2 separate regions of the Danio rerio genome follow, and region 1 is linked to region 2. The links are chromatin contacts, called in public Hi-C maps. All regions are on one chromosome and are shown on one strand. Each heading gives the region's core, a stretch centred on a gene start, on an enhancer-like site or on the middle of the called end of the contact. The rest is flanking DNA. Distances are from core to core; before and after follow the strand shown.

Region 1 (2,867 bases), core at 275-2,774, 56 kb after region 2:
TTTTGGCTAGAATAAAACAGTTTTTAATAATAAAAAAAAATACTAAATTTTTAATTTTTTAAATAACAAAATTGTTTCCCCTGTTCCCCCAAAATTATTAGCCCCTTTAAGCCAAATCTTTTTGGAAAGTCTACTGAACAAACTATCGTTATACACTAACTTGCCTAATTACCCTAACCTGCCTAGTTAACCTAATTAACCATTAAGCCTTTAAAAGTCCCTTTAATCTTTTAAAATATTATTTACTGTCATCATGGCATAAAATAAAACAAAAATTTAATTAAATAAAAAAAGCTAAAATAAAATAAATCAGATATTAGAAATCAGTTATTAAAACTATTATGTTTAGATATGTTTCTCTCTGTTAAACAGAAATTGAAGGAAAATAAACAGGGGGGCTAATATGTCAGACCTCAATTATATATACAGTATACATGTATATACATATATGTACACAAACACACACACACACACACACACACACAAATACATCCATTTCACACATGTATACATATTTACATACATACATAAAAATATTTAATTAACCTCTAAATAAATATAATAAATGAATAATTATTAAATAAATAACTAAATAAATAGAATAAGTATAAAATAAAACAAAAGATATAATAATAAAATATGAGTTTAAAATAAAAAACAAACATATAATCTCTATGATGAATAGCCTCTAAAATGATGTAAATGTTAAATTATGGATAATTGTATTCTCGTGGCCATCTATTTACTTTTTTTGTATCCAATGTGCATGTGTCATTTTTTCCATTTCCTCCACCATTCATCTTTAGTTGGTGAGTCTTCTTTATGCAATCTCCGGATACTATTTAAGATATTACTGGCAACAAGTAAAAAAGCTATACTTTTTCACTTGTTGCCAATGATATATTAAATAGATATCTATCGAGTAAGTCAAATTTTCATTTTGAATTGTTAGAAAAATGTACGATATCTTAAGTAGCTTCTGAAAAGAGGTATTTAAAGAACTTTTTGTAATTCTTTTATAAAAGAGACTAAATTGTACAGAAAAGTATTTACTCAACTCTATCTAGATATCATACCATATCATAAAAACAATCCAGAAGAGCATCAGAACACTAAATCAGTTCAGAGGGACAAAAAAAAATATCCTCTGTCTTGTTGTTCCAACAATTAACTATGACTATAGGATTCACCCTCTGTATGAATCCTGATCCTTTCTTCTGTAAATTGTTATCTACGTTGAATCATTGATATCATTAATATGGGTAACCGAGGCATATGCTGAGAAGGGGATGACTTTTTTGCAGGCTTGAGGCAGTGACTTACATAAGGGCTAGTGGTACAGTCTGAACAAACAGTGTTATTGAGCAATATTTGGTTCGAAGAAACCGAGCCAGTCTTCTTGGACATCTGTCTCTTCTGTGCTGTTGTAGATGTATTTATTTGTGTGCAGCGTGTGTATGTGTGTGTGTGTGAGAGAGAGGAAGCAGTGGTGAAGTTGGCTCTGAGATGGCGTCTCAGTCTGAGCTCGGCCAGCACAGGTGGTGTGACTGGGAGAGCCAGGACATGACAGACACTTCCAGGAACTGCATGTGGATTTAGAGCTCACTCTAATCTGAGAAAAACCCAGACCTCAGGAAGTGTGTGTGTGTGTGTGTGTGTGTGTGTGTGTGTGTGTGTGTGTGTGTGTGTGTGTGTGTGTGTGTGTGTGTGTGTGTGTGTGTGTCTGTCTGTCTATCTGTCTGTCTGTTTGTATGTCTGTGTGTGTTTATTTGTGTGTACTGTTTTTGGTGGTTCAAAGGGACAGGCATTTTGAAATGACATGCAATATGACCTGGTATTACAACATTAAGGTGGTTTATGAGGACATCCCTTGTGTCCTTGTTATTCAAAACACTTAAAAGCCATATGTAGCAGGCAACATATTCAACATTTATTCAATATGTTCAACATATTTTGACATTCAAAATTTGCCACAGGTTACCTTTGAGGGTTATGTTTAGGGGTAGGGTCAGATAAGTAGCATTATTTACAGTATAGAATACAGTGTGCTCATGGAGAGTCCTTATTAACCATCATTTTGTGTGTGTGTGTGTGTGTGTGTGTGTGTGTACAGTAAACAGTACTGCCAAGTAAATTTGTGGATCTTAATGTAATATTTTAATGCAGTGTATCTAACGCATTTCTACCCAGATAAACTGATAAAAATAGATTCCTAATGAATTTGTTGTGATTTTATGACAATAATTCTAATGGTAAAGTATTAAAAATTCAGACAGTCCTAAAGTACAGATTTATTTGAGATTAATCTTCAGAAAATCGTTGTTAATATCTGTACATCAGGTCATATCATTGTCATCATTATAAATAAACAAAAGTATCGCTTGTCAATATATTTTGAAACATATGTGCTTGTAACTTTGGTTTATTATATTAATAATATTTATTTTTTCCTGTCTTCAACAACAGTCATCTAGCTTCTGCTGGACGTATACATGAAGGTAAGTCTCATTACATTCATTGTTAAATTATGCACTTAACATTGTATTATGTTAAATATTATTATCGTTGATAATGTAGAGTAAGACTGTTTTAACTCATGTTTTGGGGTCATTGATTTGAGTATATTTGGCCTTTATTAGAGTTAAATCTAAAGTTGGTGGTGCTTTAGCTTTTAAGAAACAGGATTAAACACCCCTAGTTTACAGGAATAGTTCACCCAAAAATGATTTTTTTACTCATTATTTACTCACCCTCAGTTTGTTCCAAAGTGTTATGTCGTTATTCTGTTGAACACAAAAGAGGATATTTTGAAGAAAGCTAAAACACTATTACAATTGACACACTGTTAACAATTTTTGTAAATTACA
Region 2 (3,185 bases), core at 120-2,619:
ATTAACACTTTCACACATCATCTTGTGATGCATCAAGTTTATCATGTGGCACACAACAGGCAGACGATTTATGTATATAGATTTGTTTCCTTCTTCCCCTTTCTGCAAATGTTGACAAATGTCCTAATCATATTGTGACATTTCTAATATTCTGATTCTCAAATACGTGTATGAACATGTATATTGTCATTTAAACATCGTAATATGGATATATTACTTAATCTATGATTGGCGGAGATTGGAGGAGATGGCCACTGCTATTTTAGTGGAGGGATGTGACCTGCTGGATTTACATGTCAATTCATCAACTTCTTCCAAAATCCATTAAAGTGGATTCAGTATAAGTTCAGTTCAAGATCATAACTGGTTGTTACAAACTGACGTAATTTATCTCATATGCGCTATATCGCAGTAGCACGCTACGGCAAGAGAGGTGAGCACGAGTAATTAAAATGCTCCAACTAAAAAGCAGACAACTATTCACAATTGACTGCTTATGAGTTTAATACAACAGTCTTTCACTGACACTGAAGTACAGCGGATACCTCTAAATGCTCTTGTTGTCATCTGTGCCTGTGTTGTCCATAGATGCTGCATTAGAAACACCTCGAATAAGAGGTAAATTGTTTTCTAATTTGTATATAAAACAAATATATAATACAATCCAATATAATGAAATTATATAATACACAAATATATATGCTCATAAGTTTTTTAAAAATCTAAATATTAAAAACTTTTAAGGATTTAGGATGCTGATTAGCCTTAAATATGTCATAACAGTCTTGTGAAAAGGTCCATTTAATGTTAATAAGTCACTTAACTAAATGCAAGTCTGATATAAGTGCATTCCTTAAAATTGTTTTCTAAATATAATAAATTCAACATTTACAATTACATGCATCTCTTTTTGGAGTTTGACATTTTAGTACTTCTTACCAGATTTTCTCAGTTTAATTTTTAATATTATAATATATATTTTTTATATTAATACTTCTATTCCATTTTCCTAAAATAACATGCTTCGTTATGTGAAAACTTACAAGCTTTAACGTATATTTATAAAAAAAAAAAAATCTATTTGCTAACCTTATTATATTTTCCCTTCAATCTCCTATTTTATTTGAAAATTGAATGTTGTAATCAACATCACCATGATTAAGAGACATTGTTGATATATGAAAATACAGTCTTGTCACCCAGCCCTAGACTGGTAATTCAGGATCTGCTCTGTCTGCAAAACTGAATAAGTCAAAAATCTGACACAGAAACAGGAAAGTTGCAGTTACAGTTTCACTTGCGCAGCATTTATGTTATGTGGTTTGTTGACATTGTAAGGTGGTGCACGTGGTTCTGACCTGCGGGTGGCGTGTGGAGCTGAAGGTGTACTGCACTGAGTGTGGGGGGTAACGGCTCTGTTCGCTGCTGAAGGACCCCTGGCTGGGGGGAAAGCCCGAACTGGACATGCTGTGGCCTTTTGCTGGCCTGGAGCACAGCTACTCAATCACGGGCTCAACATTGGCATGACTGTGCAGCCAAACCACCTGAGGAAAAGGGGAAACAGAAAAAAAAACATCAGAACATTTCAAGAGCCAAACATTCTGAAGGTCTCTGGAGTACGAACTCTTTCCATGACCAAACCAGACCAAGATTATTTTTTAAAGGTCCAAGGTCACAATGTGCGACCGATTGGCAGCTATTTCTCATGAAGGAAACATGCTTTGTTTCTTAGGATTGTCATGAAAATTCTCTGCTCGATTTCCCAGAAAAGTGTCAGTTTCCTAAAAACCAACAAAACATGTTTTTTCTTAAAAGTACAATCCCCTTATCTTTTAGAATATAATGATATAATGTATATAATGATGAGACCTAAATTATTTCAAACTTAAGACCCGATGCAACAGTGCACAGGACAATTTTGATAGTGACTTCAGGTCCATGAAATTATACGAAGGACTACCGCAAAATGGATATCAAAATAAATGGACAAAAGCAAATGAAATTTGATTTATCTACACACAGAAGAAACAAGGATGCATTAAGGTCCTTTTAGACAGAAGGAGGAGGACTCTCTGTAAATGTTTCTGCGTGGTGGAGGGGTTTTCTCTATGTTTTGTCCAGATAAAAGCAGTGTGGCTTCAGGTCTGATTATCATTACAAAAGTAATAATCAAAAAGGTTACATTTGTTTTTGCTAAAATCAAACAATTTTGCACTATATTGAATAATTGTGTTTATTGTTTTCTGATCAGAAGAGAAGTATAGTTTCATTTTAGACAGTATTGTCGACTCACAGCAGCCATATGGCTATAATTGTATAACATTTTTCATTGCAGATCTACATACAAACCTTTTCACTGAGCTCAGCAAAATGTTCTTTGAACCATTATTAATAATCTGTTCAATAATTTGTTAAAGTCAAAACAAATATTAAAGAGGACTAAGAAAGCAAGTTTTCACTTTTTCTTGCTTAATGACAGAAGCAGTCGGTCTAAAAGGCTGCATTCACACTGCAAACCTATTGTACAGAGCCCATCAATTTACACAGTTTTGGCATGCATGAATCTAACAGAGTTGGCTTTTGAGTAACAATCATAACTGAGGAAGTCACTTGAATGAGTGGTGCATTATTCTCATCCACTGCACATTCAATAACACAGAGCTTGAATTTTATTTCAAAATTATCTTTTAAAAGTACTGGTCATGCAATAAAACTTGCAATGCAATAATAAATGCTTAATACATTTTAGCGTAAAACAGAATAATGCACATCTCTTAACATGTCATCTTAGGGAATCCTGGACTTGTGCACAGCATTTGCTGACTCATAGTTATCTTGTGTGAAATTGCACCTGTTGACCTTAAAACTCTGTGCAGGTGCTATCTGTGGCTGGACAGCATCCATCTCTCATGACTTTTGACACGTACTCATTGAAAGTATTAAAACAATTAAACATGCTTTATGAATATTTTGTGCATTGAGTACACAAAAAAGATCTCCTAGATTTGATCCTACGTTTTACAGTTTTAACATATACATTAATGTTTTATTCTAATTTGTTGAGCAAAAATGGAACGCAGCTGAAGTCCCTATTTTAGATACTAAATTTTCATCAGAGGTTAACATGCTGCTCTTGCTCTTGACTAAGACTGTTTTTTTCGGTGTGCAGCAGGTTTGTGCGGACA

The links. A called contact is a pair of places that touch in the nucleus more often than the background predicts.
Region 1: a contact with region 2 is called in a Hi-C map of an unstated tissue, with 1.6 times the contacts expected there. The contact joins two enhancer-like sites. A contact is called at or near these places in 1 of 18 Hi-C or Micro-C datasets (an unstated tissue) and 1 of 4 datasets of contacts at active chromatin or transcription factors (caudal fin).

Annotation. Positions count from the first base shown.
Region 1 is chr5:42,845,932-42,848,798 of GRCz12tu, forward strand. It overlaps pigl (phosphatidylinositol glycan anchor biosynthesis, class L), which reads left to right. Exons shown (of 7, transcript NM_001256655.1): 5 at 2,467-2,498. Among named protein-coding and RNA genes, the nearest start is that of cenpv, 13 kb to the right of the region's middle. Within about 2 kb of position 1,525, at least 13 of the 62 cell types and tissues checked have an H3K27ac peak or open chromatin away from gene starts, as enhancers often do.
Region 2 is chr5:42,790,047-42,793,231 of GRCz12tu, forward strand. It overlaps ncor1 (nuclear receptor corepressor 1), which reads right to left. Exons shown (of 48, transcript NM_200276.2): 2 at 1,359-1,544. The coding sequence starts at 1,466. Among named protein-coding and RNA genes, the nearest start is that of ncor1, 12 kb to the right of the region's middle. Within about 2 kb of position 1,370, at least 11 of the 62 cell types and tissues checked have an H3K27ac peak or open chromatin away from gene starts, as enhancers often do.